Linked DNA regions of Sus scrofa: regions 1 and 2 are each linked to region 3. A link is a contact called in public Hi-C and targeted proximity ligation data. All regions are on one chromosome and are shown on one strand. The core of a region is the stretch at or near the end of the contact, and the rest is flanking DNA. Distances in the headings are between cores, read along the strand shown. Region 1 overlaps LOC106510390 (a long non-coding RNA gene). Region 2 overlaps LOC106510390 (a long non-coding RNA gene). Region 3 has its middle 60 kb from the start of SLC38A4.

Region 1 (2,700 bases), core at 105-2,604, 350 kb after region 3:
GACATGGCTCAGATTCTGCATTGCTGTGGCTGTGGTATAGGCCAGCAGCTGTGGCTCAGATTCGACCCCTAGCCTGGGAACTTCCATATGCTGCAGGTACAGCCCTAAAAAAAATTTTTTAAATAGGTTTCAGAGATTAAAAAGAGAGAGCAGAATTCCTGAATCCCAGGCATGGATGGATGATTCTGTCTCCCCTCTTTTACTGTGACACACGTGACCAAAAGGCTATGGCAGCCTTTTCCCCACGTCTCATAAGAGTTGGCATTGAAGAGGTCACACTGTCTGTCCCTAGCCACCTTAAGTTTTAAAGGAAGCACTCAGAGTTCCTGTCGTGGCGCAGGGGAAACAAATCTGACTAGGAACCATGAGGTTGCAGGTTCGATCCCTGGCTTCGCTCAGTGGGTTAAGGATCCAGCATTGCCATGAGCTGTGGTGTAGGTTGAAGACGCGGCTTGGATCTGACGTTGCTGTGGCTGTGGTGTAGGCTGGTGGCTACAGCTCTGATTAGACCCCTAGCCTAGGAACCTCCATATGCCGCAGGTGCGGCCCTGAAAAGACAAAAAATAAATAAACAAATAAATAAAGGGAGCATTCTGAGGCCCATAGAGTTGAAGGGACTTGCCTTAAACCACACAGCTAGTAAGAGAGGCCTCCTTCCCAGACACTGCACTGCTCCATTCATGCTCCATCCCAGAGCCACTGGAACAGACTCACTCATTCAGCAAAAATGTCCTGAGAACCTGCTAGCAGGGGAAGTCCCAGACAGAAGGCCAATTCTCATCTGCTAAAAAAAAAAAAAAAAAAAAAAAAAAAAAAAAAAAAAAAAATTCCTTTCTCCCCTCAAAGGGAAAAAAAAAAAGATCAAAGTCAAAATGAACAGGGTCATAGGTCAGGACAAGATTTAGAGAGGCCTGAAGTTTAGGCAGACCTGGATGCATAGCCTGACTCTACGCTTTGCTAATGTGTGACCTTGGGCTTCTGCATCCTACTCTGTAAAACTGTGAAAATTCCTCAGAAGTGGTTTGTGAGGATGAAAGGAGATGGCGCTTTTTTGTTTGTTTTTTGTTTTTTGGTATTTTTAAATAACATAGTGTCTGGACACAGTAAGAGGGTGACGAAGTGGTCCCAGGTAGCACTACCACTGACTGAGCCAGGCTGGGAAAGAAAGAATATTTTTGTTCCCTTTTCCTTCATTCTCCCCTCAGACAGCCTAAGGGTGCTCTACTCTTGCCCCTGCCGTCTGCACCACATCAAGGCGGAGAGTTCCTTGCGTGTTACAAACGGCTTGCAAGGCCTCACTTCCTGGGTTCTGCATGCAGGGCTTCCTAACTCTAACTCTCTCTCTCTCTCTCTTCCTCTCTCTCGCTCTCTGGCTTTTCACTAAACCACGGCTTTTAAACTCCTCCAAGTCTGTGACTCATCCACTAGTCCAAACTTGCACACATTCCTACAAGAAAGAACTCAGAACTCTGCCTATTAAATTTCCAGTTACTAATAAGACATCAGATTAGACATTCAGCTGAGAATGGCTGAAAAGCAAAACACAAGTGTATTGAGAGCTCCCCCCAATACACCCTTTATTCTTGGCCTCTGTGAGTCCTTTAATCCATAACAAACAACGCAAAGTGCTACATGAAAGGTGACAGGGGCGGGATCCCCAGTGCTCCTGGAAGAGTTGGGATAAGCGCTGGCAAACACAGAGTGAGGAGCATGGAAATGCCAAGGCAGTCAGGGCTATATAAAGACAGATGCGTCAGTGTTCAGAACAGGGAACATCTATAAGACCCAGGGGTTAGCAGAATGACGGTGGAGAGTGAAGCAAGACAGCACCTGTTTGGAAAGGCTTCAAGGAAAAGAGTTCTGAAGGGCAGTGGGGTGACAGGCGGACCTCAGAGGTGACAAGAGGGAGCAGAGCGCAGAGGGCAAGGCGATAACAGAAAGAAAAAGGGAGCAAAGAGCAAAAGTGAGGGTATTTGCAAACTTCACCAGAACACCTTGCTGCCCACGTGAGCAAAGAGAACCGGAGAGCTGAATACATCTGATTAGAAGCAGAGGTAATTGTTGCCCACTCTTCCCCTTACAGGCTTATCTGTATGAATCAAGTCATGAATTCGCTTCCTCCTTAGCATTGATCACAAATGGGAATGCCCCAGACCCAAAGGCAAATAAATAACTTCAAAACCCTAGGAGTGAATTATTAGCCTCGCCTGGATCACTGAAAAGGAGAAACATCTAGGGGTCATGGCCAAACTTTTTTTTCCACTACAGACCTATCTATAAATTTTAAAACATGAATTTCCATAAACGGTTTGGTTAACCTGTCTTATCACACATGACGGCAAGTTTTTAATGACTAGAAGGTTTACGTTTTTGCTGTGTGAACAACGATGTCTAATCCAGCAGCACCGTGTTGCTAGTGGAGACTTTTATAAATACTCGTTGACTCAGCTGCTCATGCTCTTGACTCAGGTCATATCCGTTTCGAGAAACCTTGATTTGATCAACCACGAAGGCCCAGGGGGCCACATGGGTGACAATTTATATAATAAAATAATATCCTCTTTAACGAGAGCATTCAAGGTGACAAGCACAATTCTAGCACCTTACTCATCATTTCCAATTCTTGATGATTAAGGAATCTCACCCTGTGATAAAGCCGATGTCCTTCCAGATGAGAAAACAGGGGCCTAGAGAAGAGAA
Region 2 (2,700 bases), core at 181-2,680, 270 kb after region 3:
CTGTTTAGAACAGAGCTTCTTGAAAGGAGGGACTGGGTACCTTGCCACATCCTGCATTGCAAAGGACTAACTAGGTGTTAAATCCACTCGTTCGGCACACACTTACTGAGCCCTAGGCTGGGTATTAGATGCATACTTGCGCTCTTTCATTGCACAATCCCCTATGGTTTTGCCATCCTTGGTGCCATAAGGAGTCACAAGCAGGATTTGACTACAGAAAATCTACCTCTTCAAGACTCTCACCCCAATGTCAATAGCTGCCCACTGGAAGACACAAACATGCATGTATCAACATCATCTAAATGTATTCTCACAACAACAAATGAGAAACCAAAAGTTCTGGGGATTTAATGCCTTGGCCAGCTTTTGATTGGCACGCTCAGGGGAGGCCATGTTCCATAGCGTTATAAGCTGGCTGGGGAAGTGAGACCAACCGGGGATCCAATCCCAGCCTTTCTAGGTAGAAGCTGTATGGTCTCACAAAAATTGCTTCCCCTCTTTGAGCCTCAGTTTCCCCTCCTGGAAAAGCATGGGAAATAATACTTAACCACCCACCTCACAGGATTGTGTGAAATCCAAATTAAAAACTGAATTATGGAAGTTCCCATCGTGGTTCAGTGGGTTAAGAACCCGACTAGCATCCATGAGGATGCAGGTTCAATCCCTGGCCCTATTCAGTGGATTAAGGATCCGGCGTTGCTGCAAGCTGCAGCATGGGTTGCAGATGCAGCTCGGATCCTGAGTTGCTATGGCTGTAGCATAAGCCGGCAGCTGCACCTTCGATTCACCTCCTAGCTTGGGAACTTCCATATGCCCCAGGTGCGACCCTAAACAGAAAAAAAAAAAAATCAATGTACGGCTTCAGTCTCTGAACCTAGTAAAATCCAAGGAACTCCAAATCATCTCAAAGCCCACATTCTTAATCATTCTGTGCTTTTTCCTGAGGAAGGGCTGGTGCTGATAGAAGAAAATATCTGAAGTTGCACAGAGAAGCTGAGGCCCAAATTGAGAATGCCTTTGTTTCCAGCAAGCAAGGACACCAAGAAAATTGCCTGTGTACCAACTCCATTATAGATGTTACCTAGAGAATTCTGATCTTGTCAGCCATCAAATAATAAGAGCTTGTGAAATGTGAAAGTCCTTCGAAAAATACAAACAGGCAGTATTGTTATCATCATTAATAGTCTAAGTTGGGACCCAGTGAAACTGTGACTCCAGTGAACCTGTGCTTGTCTACCATTTCTTTCCTTCTTCTACCATCATTTCTTTGAGGAGGACATATGACCAAGACTTTTTTTTTTTTTTTTTTTTAAAGGTCTGCACCTGTTGCCTGTGGAAGTTACCAGGCAAGGGGTCAAAGTGGAGCTGCTGGCCTATGCCACAACCATAGCGAGGAAGGATTCGAGCCGCATGTGCAACATAATGCCTCAGCAGGCAACAACCCAGGAACCTTAATCCACTGAGCAAGGCCAGGGATCAGACCCACATTCTCCTGGATACTAGTTGCTTCCTTAACCCGTTGAGCCACAATGGGAACTCCAAGGACCGTGACTTTTTATTCTCTTGAACACCCACTATATCCAGGGTGTTGTTAGTTCTATCAGGTAGAGACTTTTGGTCCCACTTTGTAAGTGTAAGGCAACCCACTTCTAGGTGTAAATAAAATGGTTCTCACAGTTTATTGTAATCTTGAAGCTGTAGACAATCATATAATCATAAGCAATTATTAAGTTCATTCTATATGCTAGGTGCTGGGATTTTAAAGACAGATCAATTCATTTAATATAAGGCCCCAGTTGGAAATCTGAGATTTAATGGGTTCAACTCCTCGCCTCAGGTCATATGCTGTGAGTGACAGAGCAAGAAATCAAACCTATCAGAAACCAAGTTCTCTTCACGCATTCTGTTCAAAGCTCCTACCACACATGAGGCCCTGGACTATAAGGAAACAATATGAGAAGCACCCCTGTCCCATCCTCAAAGGGGCGAACCCCGTAGCTCCATCTTATATCCCATCTTGGACAAGAGAGGGATAAATAAGTGGATGAGTTCAGTGAAGTAGGCACCGAACAAAACTCTGGTGGAAAGGAGGGTAAATCATTGCCTGAGATGAACTCTAAACAAAGTAGAAGAGGAAAGTGTAGCTGGGGAATCAGAAAAGGCCCCTGGAGAAGATGCCATCAGAGGGCTGGATAACCTCATCTCAGCATCAATACACTATTCTCGTTAGAATCTCCACTCTATTTATAATTTTGACCTAAGTCCCAACACCTGTTCTGACTCCATCTCACAATCCAAGGAAAAGGATCTGGCTTGCCTTCTTCTCATTTTTGCAAAGTTGTTCCTGTCTGAGCATTTATTTTCTCATAATCTGCCTCTTACCCTTGACGTAGTGTGATGGCCACAGGAGCACTGGTCCACGTGTTTGGAGTTCACTGAATCTGAGCCACAGAAATATTCCAAATGAGGTTGGGATGGACAGCAAGCACCTCTGGCTTTAGCAGGATGTGTCTTCCTTCTGAGGAAAATGGGACTTCAAATCAGAATGTGTCTTTTGGGTTGGAACATCATAGTTTGTGATGCTCCACTATAAAAAGCATGTTTTATACCAAGACCAAGGTTTTGCCCAAAGTTTAAGCCTTTCATTGGGTATGTTTGAAAGCATCCTTGGAAAAAACGCCAACGTTCAGTCATAGTCTT
Region 3 (2,700 bases), core at 104-2,603:
TGAAACACTGAAATACTAGAGGAAAGCAAACAAAAACCAAAGAAAGTAGAATTGAGACAACAAATGTTTTAAAAATTACTTTGTATTTTACGTTTTTGCCACAGTGTGTTGTGGCTTCATACGGAATCTCAGTTCCTAGACCAGGGATTGAACCATGGCTGCAGTGGTGTAAGTGCTGAATTCTAATTACGAGGCCGCCAAGGAACACCCCCAAATTATTGTTTTGTTTTGTTTTTGTTTTTTGCTGGAACAAAGTAATGCTAAAAATATCCTTCCTAGAGAAAATTAGAGGCACACCAACCACCTCTAAATAAAGAGATTCTCAGTCAATCAAATATTTTCTAAACCTAGCAGTTGTTAATTTGCAACACCTTGATGGGAAAGGAAGGCCAATGATTTGGGATGTTTCTTTCCTAGTAAAATGGGATATGACCAGTAACTTGTTGCATTCCATAGCTTATGTAGCTTATCTTTATTAAGATAGCTTATATGAACTGAGAACTTGTAAAGTACCAGAAACAACATTAAGTATTTTTTACTTGTTACCTTATTTTATAGATACAGTGTGATGTCATCATCCATAAACTTATGCAGTGAGTGACTGCTAGGGCTCTGGACACGGGCTCTGTGAGGCTGGGTCCCTGCTTCTCACTGCTGTACTGCATTGATCACCACGTGGAACCGCAGCTTGGGAGGGAAAAGAGCTGATCAGCTCACCAGGCCCACCTCCTCTACCACATTTTGTCAAGGTTTCTTCTTTTAATGAACCAACAATGGTTTCCCAAGAAACAGATTTCTACAAATGGTTTTGCACATTGCAGGATCCAAAACAATGCCAACTGAATAAGAGCAGCTGTACAAGAGTGGTTTGATCCTATCTGTATGAATAAAAGCAGAGGGTTTTTACAGTTTTACTAAAAGAACACAAAGGAATGTTGGCCTCTCCTAAAATGAATCCCATTTTTAAAAATTGAAGTGTAGTTAAATTACAATGTTATGTGAGTTTCAGGAATACAGCAAGGTGATTCCATGATAGACAGATAGGTGATAGATAGACAGATATGTATCTATATGTACATATATCTATATATTTTCAGATTATTTTCTATTATATGTTGTTACAAGATATTGAATATAGTTCCTTGTGCTATACAGTAGATCCTTGTTTAAGAATGAATCCCATTTTAAATACTCAAATAACTTAGAGTAAAATAGAAAAACAACAACAAAAAAGTGCGACAGTTAAATTAACTTCTTTGAATTGCCTTGAAAACAAATGGCCGAGGGCAAAGATGGAGGTGATTTCTCTGTGTTCTCCACGTGGGGGCGCACTGAGCCCTCCTCAGGCCTTAGGACAAGCCTGTAGCTCCGAGTGTGTACCTACCAGATAAGGAAGAAGAATGCAGGAGCAAGGCCAGAGGCCCCTGAGAACCATCAGTCACGTTCAGGGGGATCAACGATCTTTATCAGCAGCGCTCAAGCGCTCGTGTCCATCCTCACAGGCCTGGGCGACCTTCCCGTGGGTTGGCAGCAATCACGACCAGGCCTCGGAGGTGGATGCAGCCATTCGCTAGTTTTACAGAAGTCCCCGCATAACAATAATCACAGCACACCACTGTTGTCCTTTGCACTCAGCGAGGGTGAGCACGCGTCTCTTCTGGAAGGCTGTACATTCTGGGTCTCTTCTCCCCAGTCGGGATAAAATCTCTTCATGAGACACATCAGCAACTGTGAGGGGATGGCGTGTGAGGCACACCTTTTAAAATAGGCCTGGTGACATAATTCAGTAAGTGGCTCTTTCCCAGGCTGGGGTGGAACCTATTTCCAGAGGAAGATAAAGGCAGCGAGCCAAAGGTAGCCAGCCAGCCCCCTGAGCCGAGCAAGCCCGGGCCCAGAGAAAGACCAAGGTCAGGAAGCTTTCTAGATTTCCTTCCTCTCCCCCTCCCCTAAACATAGCTCTGAAACGCAGTAGCCATAGGTACCTTTTCTTTGGAAAGCCAGGAACAGAGGCATTTACAAGAAAACAAAGGGGGAGGCTGGTTTAAGACGCCAGAGCCTGAGGGAGATTCCTGGGTGGGCATTAGAAATACTTGACACTCATTTCTATTCTGTCCCAGACTCTTCAACATGGTTGTCTCAGGACGTGCTGAGGGATTCCCTAGCTCCTGGTTTCAGGATAACGGAGCTGTGGGTGCTGCCCGACTCCCTCTTGTAAAGGCCCCTCTTGCTACTGGGCACCCGTCTCATGACAGAAGGTGCCTTGAGGTAAAGCAATTCACTCTCAAGTGCTCCCAGTAGATGGCAGCACTAACCTGGCTCATTTAGTTCAGCGTCTGCTTTGGCAGCAGAACTCGGCCTGTTGCTTCAATGGCAACATCGTAAGGATGGGAAATAGATAATTAGATGCTTGCCTTAAAAAAAAAAAAAATGTCTACTTGGGAAATAGATAATTAGATGCTTACCTTAAAAAAAAAAAGATGTCTACTTGGGAAGGAAGAGGTTGGAGGATTTTGCCCACATTCATGGAGACACGTGCAAGGCAAAGGGAAAACCTTGCTTCGTTTCAGGTGGCTTTTCTTCCTCACCAAAGTCCCAGACACATCCATTTGTTACGACTTTCCTGAAGAAAAGAAAAGATAAGGCTTGGAATTAAAAAGAGAGAATTGGTATTTTACTATATAAAATTTCTATCTTAGGGTC

Evidence for each region. Hi-C and Micro-C count contacts between places; a contact is called where the count stands out from the background.
Region 1: a Hi-C map of skeletal muscle shows a contact between it and region 3, with 5 times the contacts expected there. A contact is called at or near these places in 4 of 47 Hi-C or Micro-C datasets (embryonic fibroblasts, heart right ventricle and skeletal muscle) and 1 of 2 datasets of targeted methods (skeletal muscle).
Region 2: a targeted proximity ligation map of skeletal muscle shows a contact between it and region 3, with 3 times the contacts expected there. A contact is called at or near these places in 3 of 47 Hi-C or Micro-C datasets (embryonic fibroblasts and heart right ventricle) and 1 of 2 datasets of targeted methods (skeletal muscle).

Annotation. Positions count from the first base shown.
Region 1 is chr5:77,193,500-77,196,199 of Sscrofa11.1, reverse strand. The region is part of intron 1 of LOC106510390 (a long non-coding RNA gene); the gene reads right to left. All of the region lies in intron 1 of LOC102160630 (a long non-coding RNA gene), which reads left to right. Among named protein-coding and RNA genes, the nearest start is that of SLC38A2, 69 kb to the right of the region's middle.
Region 2 is chr5:77,274,206-77,276,905 of Sscrofa11.1, reverse strand. LOC106510390 (a long non-coding RNA gene) reads right to left here. Exons shown (of 13, transcript XR_002344176.1): 5 at 2,383-2,518. Among named protein-coding and RNA genes, the nearest start is that of SLC38A2, 150 kb to the right of the region's middle.
Region 3 is chr5:77,548,039-77,550,738 of Sscrofa11.1, reverse strand. No RefSeq gene overlaps it. Among named protein-coding and RNA genes, the nearest start is that of SLC38A4, 60 kb to the right of the region's middle.